Regions from separate parts of the Anser cygnoides genome. Here region 2 is linked to region 1. Evidence: chromatin contacts called from public Hi-C data. All regions are on one chromosome and are shown on one strand. The core of a region is the stretch at or near the end of the contact, and the rest is flanking DNA. Distances in the headings are between cores, read along the strand shown.

What was found. A called contact is a pair of places that touch in the nucleus more often than the background predicts.
Region 2: a contact with region 1 is called in a Hi-C map of liver, with 3 times the contacts expected there. The contact joins the promoter of MXI1 here to the enhancer-like site in region 1. A contact is called at or near these places in 5 of 7 Hi-C or Micro-C datasets (blood, granulosa cells and liver).

The regions. Positions count from the first base shown.
Region 1 is chr7:11,010,219-11,016,340 of Taihu_goose_T2T_genome, reverse strand. MXI1 (MAX interactor 1, dimerization protein) reads left to right here. Exons shown (of 6, transcript XM_067000762.1): 4 at 2,257-2,371; 5 at 4,229-4,400; 6 at 5,773-6,122. The coding sequence ends at 5,936. Among named protein-coding and RNA genes, the nearest start is that of SMNDC1, 21 kb to the right of the region's middle. Within about 2 kb of position 3,885, at least 2 of the 3 cell types and tissues checked have open chromatin away from gene starts, as enhancers often do.
Region 2 is chr7:11,058,290-11,064,411 of Taihu_goose_T2T_genome, reverse strand. MXI1 (MAX interactor 1, dimerization protein) reads left to right here and starts at 3,286. Exons shown (of 6, transcript XM_067000762.1): 1 at 3,286-3,534. The coding sequence starts at 3,360.

The DNA of each region.
Region 1 (6,122 bases), core at 2,636-5,135:
CCTTGTGCGGGGCCTTCCCCTGTTCCTGGTAAAAACCCCGGAGCTCAGGCCGTAACGTGCTGTGCGTTTCTCTCTGCGTTCTGGAGCTGCTGTGATAATTCGACGCTGGTCAGGCGTTGATTCCCCAGAGCTTTGGTTTTCTGCTGTGTGCACGGTGCGTTTGTTACCAGCGGGTCAGGGCGAAGTCCCAGGCCCTACCCGCGGCAGGTGGCGCGTACCCAGCCCTCTGTGCGGTGGCAGTGGCCCTGCTCTCAGCCCCCAAATCTGCTCACATCCCCAGCTCCGCTCCAGCGGCATTTCCAACTGGGGCTGATCCTGCAGGTGAGGCGTTTGGCTGGTGCTTGCACTCGTGCTGTGCAGGGACACGCCGCTCCATGCGGCAGCCTGGTGGCAGTGCTGGGGCAGGTCTGGCTTGGTGGCTCGCCTGTGGGCACTCAGGAAATCTGTGGCACAACCAAAAATCGGTTCAGAGACCCAGAATGTCCTTAACAGCACGACCTCCTCCTCCTCCTCTCTCTGGCTGCCAGACATCTGAGCAGTCTCCCCTGGGAGGACGCGTGCGGCGTGCCCCAGCAGTGCGCTGTCATTGCAGGCCCTACAGGTACTGGGCAAAGCACCTGGGGTGGGTTGGGTGCACGCACCCCCGTTCACCAGCCTGTATGTTGAAAAGGGGCTTCCAGGTAGCTAAAACCCAAACTTGTGTCAGCCATATGGGTTTAGTGTCAACACAGTTTGCCCTGGAGCAGTCCGAGGAGGAACAGAGGAGAGTGATGTGATTTTCTTCTGTAGTTGTTTGTTTGGTTCTTCTGATTTTGGTTCTTCCCCCCCCCCCCCCTTCCCCAGTTGTTAATATTTAATGAAAAGCACATGTTCGTCAAGGCCCTTGCTGCTCATACGCAGCCCCGTGGCTGTTCTCGAGACAGAATGATGGACCCTTTGTAAAGAGATTTATAATAGAAGTACTGAGGGGCTCCCAGCCCTAGCACCGCCAGCGAGCACTCCTCGGTGCTGACAGTTCATCAGCAAAACCCCTGACCCTTCCACCCTTAATCATCCTTGCTTGTCACTGACATAATTGCCTGATTACAGACTCTTCTCCCCCACCCCTTTCAAACCGGGAGCAATGGTGAATTTGAAAAACAAATGGAAATGAACTGTCCGTGCTCTTTATTTTTTTTTCCCCCTGCATTGAGACGGATCGGGCTAAGATGCAGTTTCTTTGTGTCTGAGCGGGGCTTGGGATAGGCTTTCAGGACTCTTTTGCACCGGTGTTGCTTGCATGTGAATGGTGAAGCTGATGTCATTGTGTTATTGATTGGGATGACAAGTTTGGACATAAATCATTAATGTCTGGGAAAGAGAGAGGGAGGAGAAAAAAGGCAACCCACGAGATAGTTTTCCATAAATCTGGTGTTGGTCCCTGCATTCGTGATGCAGAGCAGGATCGGCAGGAGCAGTTCTCCTGTGCAGCCTGAGGACGACGTGCTTTGCCACTGCTCCGGAACCATTTTCCCCACGTTTCGTATTCTGCAGAAAATGGCTCAGGCCATCAGCAGTGCTGTCGTGCTTGAAATTGTCTTTGGAGATGTGGTCCAAGGTCAGCAGAGTGCCCAGGGAAGGGCTCTCGTGTTCCTGCAGACCTTGTGCCCCCAGCACTGTTTGAGACCTGGGTCCAAGGAAGGAGTAAGGGTGCCACGCTTGGGAACCGCAATCCCTCTAACTCTCTTAATTGCCAGCAGGGATCGTTTGGGTGCTTTGGGCTAACTGTTTTGCTATTTCCTTCTTCGAATTTTGTGCAAAGAAATGCTAGAGATGTTGCTTGGATCATAGCAAATGTCCCTGAACCGGCAATGCACAAGCATGCCGCGGGTAGCAGTCATTCCGAAGTGCCTCCACAAACCTTCTCAGCACAGCAGCAACTAGCTGAGCGAGAGGTGAAGCCTACAAGGTAATCGTACCGTTTGTGCCTGTGCCTTTTCTCTGCACAAAGTCCATCCATTGAATCAGATTATCAGCTCAAACGGCAAGAAAGCAAACAGCGGCTGCCAGAGGTTAGCAATCGTGCGAGTATTGGTGAGCAGCTGCTGTTTGCGGTGTAAATAGGTCGGCGGCAGCCCATCCTGGCACCTGCGGGGAATCTCCTGATGTGTAGAGAGAGGAGGAAGCGTGAAAAGTGCCTCCTAGAAGGGAGGCAGAGAAAGAAATGGTGTTCCCTTCCCGAAAGCACGGCTCTGATCTCCTCTTCTCCCCTTACAGCCGAGCTCACCTCCGCCTGTGTCTCGAACGCTTGAAAGTTCTGATACCGCTCGGACCAGACTGCACCAGGCACACGACGCTTGGGCTGCTCAACAAAGCCAAAGCACATATCAAGGTAAGAGCTGCTTCTCCCAGCTGCTTTCTGGCGGGGCTGGTTTGGAAGTGCAATCCAATAGCTCGCTCTTGCTGCCTAGAGGTTAACTCTGCGTCGAAGGAGACCGAGGTCTTTCCTTAATCAAATAAGCACATAATACCGCGAGTTGGAAGGGACCCCCAAGGATCACAGAGTCCAACTCCTGGATCCACACAAGACCACACAAAAATCAAACCTTATGCCATAGAATCACAGAATGGTTTGGGTTGGAAGGGACCCTAAAGATCATCTAAGTCCAACCCCCTGCCAGTGGCAGGGACACCTCCCACCACACCAGGTTGCTCAAAGCCCTATCCAGCCTGGCCTTGAACACCTCCAGCAATGGGGCAGCCACAGCTTCTCTGGGCAGCCTGCACCAGCGCCTCACCACCCTCTGAGTGAAGAATTTCTTCCTAATACCTAATCTAAACCTACCGTTTTTTAGTTTAAAACCATTCCCCCTTGTCCTATCACGACACCCCCTGACAAAGAGTCCCTCCCAGCTTTCCTGCAGGCCCCCTTTAGGTACTGGAAGGCTGCAATGAGCTCTCCCCGGAGCCTTCTCTTCTCCAGGCTGAACAGACCCAGCTCTCTCAGTCCCTCTCCATAGGAGAGGAGCTCCAGCCCTTTGATTATCTTCATGGCCCTCCTCTGGACTCGTTCTAATACTTCTAATACTCATTCTAATTCTTAACTACTAGTAGTACATGTTGATATGTTAATATACATATATATCTAATTATTTACATTTTATGTGTGTGTATATATATATAAAGCAACAAGCAAGCATTGTCTCTTCGGTTAATCATTTATCATTACTACAAGCCACATTGTTAGGAGAGTCCATAAGGAACTCTGTTAATTGTGGAAATGATTGATTTGGAAAGCAGGAGCCTTATTCTGTATCGTCATCAGTTGTTGACAGCAACAGCTCTTACGAGAAAAACATACCTACTGTTGAATGACCCCATTTTGATGGGAAATGCACCTTTTCTTCTGATGTGCCAGTGAGTTTCCATTGCCAAAACATTGGTGCAAATCCCAGGAGGGTAAGCCAGGGCTGGCTTGCTGAAGTTCCGTGTGGGAGCCAGCCAGCCAGCCCAACACTCATCTAGTTTCACTCCTGGCAGAGTGAAGCACAAAGAGAAAACGCAGCATTGTCAATATCTGGAAAAGGCTGGAACCCTTTGTCACAGCCCAGGATAGTGGGAGGGAGGATGGGTGGCGAAGGAGAAAAAGCCCTGCTGAAGGGACGGGGTTAGCCTGAAATGACTCCTCCTTATGCAATGTGCTTGTCCTAGGAAACAAAGAACAGTGCCCTGGTAGATTTCCCAGCTGTGATCAAAGAAATCTGTAGTAGGTTATGTAAATCACTTACTAAATAGAAAACTGTTTCTGAGAAATCCTGCTAAACCATGCAGCAAGGAACACGGAGCTCCCGGGGCACGTTTTTATGTGACAGCTGATTTTAACGCTGGGTTGGTTTGGTTAAGGGCATCGAGGCCCCTTTGTGGACAGATGTGGTAATGCAGGGGGCTGAGCTCAGGCAGAATGGCCCACAGTGCTACGGTTCCTATCGCTTCCTCTGGAGAGGCTCTGTCTTCAAAGCCTTTTGATACCAATGCATGTGTGATTTATCAGAGCCTGGGAACAGGAAGAGTTGTGAGGAGACAGCACAACTCCTGGAAAGGGGAAAGCAGCTTGTTTCAGTGCTCTTTTGCAGCTTAAATCCTTCAGGGGCCTGGGAACGTCTAAGTAAAGCAGGTGGCTGGACAGTGGGGGTGGGAGGGAAGGAGAAAAGAATGAAACCTATTACTGAGCCATATTTGATCATGTCAGAAACTTGAAGAGACCGAGAGGAGAAGCCAACACCAGCTTGAGAACCTGGAACGAGAACAAAGATTCCTAAAGAGAAGACTGGAACAACTACAGGGGTCTCAGGAGATAGAGCGAATACGAATGGACAGCATTGGATCTACCATTTCCTCTGATCGCTCAGACTCGGAGCGAGGTGGGTGTCACTGAGCTGGCAGGGAATCCCCGGGACTCTGAGAAGAGGGGGCAGGGGGCTGATCCATTTCTTGTCTCTCAGCTACCCCCTTCTCTCTGACTTCTGCTATTTAGGCTACTGATTTTGCTTACACATGTACTTGCATACATATGCACACACTTACATACAAAAAGTTTTGCCTTTTGTTTGAGTTACAGTTAAGTTTGGAAGAAGTGTTGCCATTGTCATCTCAGGATGATTTCGGTGGCATTTAAAGTGATACTGCTTCTCTGAAGAGCTCTCTAAAATACGAAAGCATCAGTTACGCAAAGTAATTTGCAGTGGTCACAAGATGGTAGATAAATACCTGATGTTAAAGATGTTATATGCATTGTCCCTTTTTTGTATCTCTCAGCAACACAAAGAGAATATCTAAGAAAGATATTATTGGGGCTGGAGCAGATGTTGCAAAGCAACTTCTCATGCTCTCCAATATATTTCCTGTATTTGGGCCTACCGTGGCATAACCAAGCAAACTGTCTCTTAAAACTCCAAGAATCATTCTACCACCAACCCCCTTTCTTTTCCAAGCTTCCCATACTGTTCATCTCAGTTAAAACTGGATAGAGATGGTCTGAATGGCTAACTGAATTCAGATAATTTTCTTTTTTGAAACACCTCTGCTGTGGATCCCAGGTGGGCACAGTAGATAGCTTGATATTTACTAACAGACTCAAGCATGCCATGTAGTTCGGGTTTGAGTCTACAGTTTGGAAAAAAAAAAAATCCTTTTGGAAAATTCCTGAATGCTATGGAAATCAAGATAATCTGCTTTCTAATACCCTCTTAAAAACAGGATTTAAGCTCTTAGGTCCACTCAGTAGCTCTGAAAGTAACTCAGACCCTCATCTTAATGCATTATAATGCCCATTATAATGGGTGGTCCCACTTTTGGCAAAGTGATATCAATCGAATAGCATGTTACAGGTAGGGGTAACTTTAGGGGTGACTTATGCTCTATTTTCTCTCTTGTCCTCTGTTCTGTCTGTGTTTCTTTTTTGTTGTTGTTTGTTTGTTTCCAACACGGGGGTAATACCGTTCCAAAGAACAGAGGCAGAGTAACAAGTTCAGTGCATGAGATGGCCCACTTATACTGACAGTGTGTTTTGCATTCTGGAGGAGTCAAGCCCCTTTGCAAAGTCCCTGTGAAAAGCTCCAGGCTGGTAGCTAGTCCTTTCCCAAATCATGTCCATAGCCTATCCTACCCCAAGGGAAAACACCGAGAGTCTTCCTGCCAGGCTGCTGCTGCAGTGACCTCCTGGCAGCTGGCTTGAAGGAAGCAGTTGGGTTTGTGATGCTAACCTGTGTGTGTTTCTCTCATTTCCCTTTTTAGAAGAGATTGAAGTGGACGTTGAAAGCACAGAGTTCTCCCATGGAGAAGTGGACAATATCAGCACAACCAGCATCAGTGACATTGATGATCACAGCAGCTTGCAGAGTATTGGGAGTGACGAGGGTTACTCCAGCGCCAGTGTCAAGCTCTCCTTTGCTTCCTAGAACCAAGTGAGATGACAGTGCAGGGCGAAAGATTTCACTGGGGTGATCAAACTGGGTCCTAGATGCCAGTATCCTCTTTCAGAAATGACACGTTGACAGCTAGTCCTGAAGAGACCTGTAAATAAAACCTTTGGGGTGAGGGAAGAAACCCACGTGTTCATTTGGTCACATTACCAATCCCAATTC
Region 2 (6,122 bases), core at 2,037-4,536, 49 kb before region 1:
TGGAAAGCAGGAAAAAAAATGAAATCCAGGATTTCACTGATCTCTGAGCATCGCTCCGTGCTGGCTGGTTTCTGTACCCTGGTGAAATCACACCTGGGCACCCAGGTGAGGAGCCACCCTCTACCTGCGCTCACTTTTGGGCTGGGGCCACTTGGGTGACCACAAGCAGTGATGCCAATAACCCTTCACGTGCAAGGGCAGATTATTTTGCAAAACAGGTTGCAAATGAAAAAAATGGATGCCGAGGTATTTGGAAGTGAAAAGACTGGTATCGGAGTGGGAAAAGAAATGTTAAAAGACAAAATGTCGTTCCTCACAGCCGTGGTTCTTAGCACTGATCGAGGCTTCCTGCTGCCCTGCCCTGGTGAAGGCGGTGCTGTGGGGAGTCCCCGGGTCCAGCTGTGAGATCGAGCCTTTAGCAGTCACTCCAGATCCATCAGAAATCTGCTTTGCCTCCAGCTGCTCCAGTCCAGCTCTAGTCTGTGACCACACACACTGTGGCACCACCACCACCACCACCAAAAAAAAAAAAAAAAGAGATACACTAGCCCTCCAAGCCATTTTTTATTTATTTTTTTTTCTTTCCCACTATCTTGGTACCGCTATCGAGCAGTGAGAAATGTCTGCCCTTGACAGATGGGCAGTGCAATTATCACTTGGAAAACAGGTTCGTCCTTCCAAAAGGGCAGCAGCAGACTGCAGGTGAAATTTTGTAAAAGGATTACGATGGCGTTAGCCATAAAGGAGAGAGAGCAGATGCGTCCAGGAGACTTTGCAGACCGAAACCCAGAGCTGTTCTGGCCCCCAACCCTTTCACTGCCTCCACATCCCACACAGTCCGTCCGAGGGGTGATTTACAGCCTCCTCCACCCGGGGAGGGCTCGGGCAAGGAGCCCTCACATGCTGCAGCCTCGTTTTGCAGGCACAGCTACCACAGGGGCAGGAGGAAGGGGGCGAGGGTTTGCCGATGGCGTGGGCAGCCGGGCTGTGCCAGCACCTCGCCCCAGCTCGCCCCGGCTCCCCTGAGCAGATCCATAGGTGTGCAGCCAGCCCCTCCGCTTCTGCCCGGCAAAGCAGCTCCGCCACTGCCCTGCGGAGAGAAGCCTGACACTAAAACCTCGGGGGGAGCTCAAAGGTTAAACGATGCAAACAAGAAGGCAAATGAAGGGAGCCCGGCCCAGCTGGCTGAATTTCGGCTAACGTGCATGGGGTGCCGGACTGCGGTCGCTGGGTGTGTGGAGCCGGCGATATTGCAAAACCTTCTCCCTCACTGCTCTGTTTGTGTCCCGTCCTTCCCGTGCACAGTGGGAGCAGAGAGACGGGCCTTGCTGGGATGTGGCATGCCCAGGGGGGCAATGCTGGCAGGGGAAATGTCCATGGAAATGCCCCTGCATGTAAACCAGACCATATCCCATGGAAACCCCATTTCTCCCGGGTCCATTCCCTTGGAAACCCAGCATCCCGGCCTCTCCTCAGGCCCTCCTCGTGGCAGTGCTACCTCCCTACCCCACTCCCCAGGGAACATCGCAGCGGCAGGCAGGACAGGCAGGTATGGGCCGTGCCCATACAGACAGCACGGTGCGAGGACTGTCCCCGTGACGGGTGTCCGAGTCCCACCAAGGACCCATCTCTGCACAGACCTGTATCCACGTGGGAGCTGTGGTGTGGGGCTGCTACAGGTGTGGGTAGCAGAGCACAAGGACAGCCAGGCCAATTCGGCATCCTGCTGCTGTCGATGGCTGAGAACGGATGCCCAAAGAAATTTAGAAGAAATGGAGCACTGAGGGGCTGGGGCAGTGCCCCCGGGCAGGGCACTGGGGCTGTCACTGGGGCTCAGAGCTGCACAGAGCCACCCCATTTCTTGGGGGCACCCGGGGCACCCCGCGGCCTGGCCACGTGCACAAGAGCTGCTTGAACAATTCCAGCACAAAGCCGTTCTGAGAGAGTTATAATTCTGATTGCTTTTCTCTGTGGAAGTAACTTAATAATAATAATAATAGTTTTGGAACTAAGCTAATAGGGAAGCGTCTCAAAATGGTGATTGCGCTGGCTTCAGACCTGGCGTTGTCACATGGGAAAAAGCAGGACGCCGCACAGCCCTGATTTGAACAGGGCGTTACGAGATCCTAGGAGAAGGGCCGTGTATGTACACGGAGGACCAAGAACTGCAGAAGGTAACTGAGGATGCAGACACCAGGCATGTGACCTGAAACCGTGTCTTACCTCAGCTACTTAGCGGAGTGAATAAAACAAAGTACATCTGGAGCCCTTGGCCTGCCTGGCTGTATCTCCAGCACAGCCCTGGCTCCCATGCCCCCCCTGCCCGGCTCGGCCCCTCGTCTTCCCACCGTCTTGCGGTGCCGAGCAGCGTGTCCCGTCCCGCTGTGCTCCTGGCACAGCCGGCTCTGCCCCGCACCCCCCCCCCTCGTCTCCAGGCACCCTGAAACGTGGCTGGCTCTCGGTGCCGGCATCACCAACACCCAGCCATCCCGTTTTGGGTGGCGCTGGGGGCACTCGGCCAGCCGTGATGACAGGACGAATTGTGTCACTGAAATCCCCGCTCAGACAAGGTGCCGTCACCTCAAGCAGCCAGGCAGGGCCGAGGTGGGCACACGGTGCCGCTGGCATGTGGTCACACAGCCCGGCCCGGCCCTGGCACATGCCCCACGAGGCGCGTGTGACGGCCGAAATGCTGCCGCCGTTCTTCCCCAAAGCACTGGGGAGCCCGAGGGACTTCACTCCATGCACTGCTCTCTGGGGTTAGCCCGCTCCCGGTGACTCAGGTCCCCGTGACACCGCAGGTGCCAATTATCGCTCCCTAACGTGGCTGGACGTGACGTGGGGGGGCACCAGGGCCATGCTCGCAGCCGGGGGTCCCCTGATGTCGGGGGGCACCTTGCGGCCGGGGGTCCCCTCAAAACTGGCGGGGACACCGCTCAAAAACCTCGGCCGGCTTGGTGTCGACACCCCTCGAGGGGTGAAGCCGGGGCTGTGCTTGGGGACCCTGGGTGGCCCTAAGAGCTTGGCGTGACAGCGACAGGCATCCCTGAGGGGGGACACAGCAGCGGGAACACGTGTGGGGCGACGTGAGGCGACACGGGGCGACACGGGGCGGCAGCACACCTCCCAACCCCGCCGCCGCAGCTCCCCGCAGGCGGGGCCGGGCCGGGCCGCCCCGTCGGGGAGCGGGGAAGGGGCGGGCCGGCGGCGGCGGCCCCGGGGCCCGAAGCAGCGCCACAGCGGCAGCGCTAGGACCGCGGCGGCGCCGGGCCCCGCCGCACAGGGCCCCACGGCCGCACACGCAGCGCCGCCGCCGCCGCCGCCGCCGCGCAGGGCCCGGGGCTGGGAGCCGCCGGGGCATGGGGAAGCGCGGCCGGCCGCGGAGGGAGCCGCGGGGGGGAGCGGGGGCGGCCGGCGGGGCCCGCTGCCCCCTGGGGGAGCTGTGCAACGCGGGCATGGACACCTTCCTGCGCAACGTGCAGGTGCTGCTGGAGGCCGCCAGCTACCTGGAGCGGATCGAGAAGGAGAATAAAAGTGAGTGAGCGAGCCGGGGGGGGGGGGGCATAAAGGCACTACTCGGGGCTGGGGGGGCAGCGGCGCAGCGCCACGGGGCTGGCACCCCCCGGGTCCCCGGCACCCCCGCCGTGTGCCCCCCCTGCCCCACGGCTCGGGTCGGTGTCCCACGGCCGGGGGGGGGCGGTCCGCAGCCCGGGGGGGGGTTCCGCGGGGGGGGGAGGAGGCGGCGGCGCGTCCCCGCTGCCCCCGCCGGGGCATGGGCACAGTCACGTAGGCAAGCGGCGGCGCTCGCCAGGTAGCCGCGGGGCAAGGCAGGGCAAGGCAAGGCAGGGCGAGCGGCCGCTGCGGGGTGGCGGCCGGCCTCCCGCTGCGCGGAGGATGCGCGCAAACTGCGCGATTCCCCCCCCCCCCCCCCGCGGAGCGGGGAAGGGGCTAAGGGGGGGGGGGCTGAAGGCTGAAGTGAAGGCGTGCTGGGAACAAAGGGGCCGCCGTGCCCCGGGGCGCTGCTTTGCATTGCGTTGCATTGCATTGCATTGCGCTGCACGGCGTCACACCGCGCTGCGCTGCTGGCGCTGCGCCGCGATCACCGCGCTGCGCGGAGCGAACGGAGCGGAGCGGGGAGCGGGGCGAGCCGCGCTGCGCGCCCGCGGAGCTGCGCCGAGCCCGAGCGGGCAGCCCCCGGCCCCGCCCCCGCGGGCGCATGGTTCGCACATGGAGGCAGCCCGGCGCGCCGATTGGCGGGCGCCTCCCGCGGGGCGGGGCCTGGCGCGACGCTCCGCCAATGCGCGGCGCCGGGGTCCCCCCCCCTCGTGACGTCACGTGTTGCTGAGCGGGGCGCGGAGCGGGGCGGGGGGGGGGGGCGGCGGGGTGAGCCCGGGGCTGCCGGGTGCCGCCGGGTGCCCTGGTGTCCCCTGGTGTCCCCTGGTGTCCCCTGGTGTCCCCGGGTGTCCCCTCCCCGGGTGCCTCCGCGCCCTCCTCGTCCGCATCTATCCCTTCACTTTTATTTCATTTTTTTCTTTTTTCCTTCTTTTATTTTCCCCATTTTTCCCTCTTATTTTGCTCTTATCTCTTTTATTTCTCTATCTCTTTTTTTTTTTTACTCCCTGCTTTCTCTTTTCCCCTTTTTCTCCTTTTCCTCCTCTTCCTCCAGCTGCGTTTTTCTTCTCCGCCAAACTCCGCACAGCACCGGCAGCGGCACCCCGCAGCCCCTCACGGCACGCCTCCATCACAGCGTCACCCCCTCGCCCCGCTCCGATGGCCGCAGGGCCCCCGTACGGGGCACCCCCGCTTTGTGCTGGGGACCCCGCCGCTGGTGGTCCCCAAGCCCCTCATTCTCAGCCTTTCCCCTTCCCAAAACTTGCAATAACAGCGGCTTTTCACCTCCCGTTTACGATTTGTCGTTTCATAATGAGTCTGCACGGCCACGCAGCGGAGGAGCAGAGCAGCCCAGGGGCGGCCGCACGCAGGGAAAGGCCAGGAGCGAGCAGCAAAAACCAGCCGCAGTTGCTTCAGAAATCCTAGCTGAGACCTTCCGCTTGTTTTTGTCTCTTTAAGGAGCGCTCGCGACTCGGAGGGGAGCTAGGAAAACCCGTGTTGTCGCGGTGCTTTCTCCTGCTGGGGGAGGCTGGCGGAATTCTTCTTGCCCGTGACGTGGATGGCATCGGGTGTTTTGCGTGCTTTGTAAAAAACGCATCCTTTTGGTGTTTGGGACCGAAAAACGGGCTGATCGGTGTAACTTGCTGGCTCTGCTGCATGAGCAGAACACGGGGATACGGGATTTTGGTTGCTTTATTTTGGAAAGAAAGCGTTCACATCCGAGTTGTTTACACTGAATCTTCCGCTGACGATAATCACGGTCCCAGCAATTAAACTCCTCGCTTCTCTTAGGAGATTCTGCAACATCTTTCAGTTTTTTTTTTTGTTGGCAGTCGGGACGTTTTAGGTTGAAAAGTCCCGTTTAGCGCAGGGCTGGGCTATTGAACGTGCTGCTCGAGACGTGACCGTGGTAGAACAGGCAGCTTTGACGTGTTGCTCCCAAACAAAGAGAAATGCTGCTGGAACTGGAAAACAACCTCCGAGCACGACGGGCCCGGTTTGAACTGGGGAACAGCTGCAGAGGCAGGAGGGTTACGTCCTAGGGTATATACCTGGCCTGGCTGGGGAGAGATTTGCGTGCTCAGCTCAGGTTATTGCACCAGGAGGATACGCTGCCCTTTAGTCTGCCAGAGCAGGCAGGATTGCTCGCTGCACCCCTTGCTGGCTGCCAGACGCTGATAATGGCTCCTCGCTTATCTGCGCGGTCTCCTACCTGGCAATTAGCAGTGACAAAGGAGTCCAGCCCCAGAAGCCGGGTGATGGGAGCTGTGTCCCGGCTGGCGGCAGGCAGACTCGGCACCCGCCTGCTTCCTGCAGCATGCCCGGGTCGTTCGACCGCGGCGCTAGGCAGGGCTCTGAGGAGCTATTTCGGTGTGACTCCCACCAGGAAGGCGGCTGAGTCACAGCCCCGCTGGGCTAGGTGCTGTGCACGTAGGGGAATGACGGTGCCCTGCCCCAAGGAAACATGGTCTTTAAAAAAAAAAAACAGAGGTAGCAGGTGGATGTTTGTC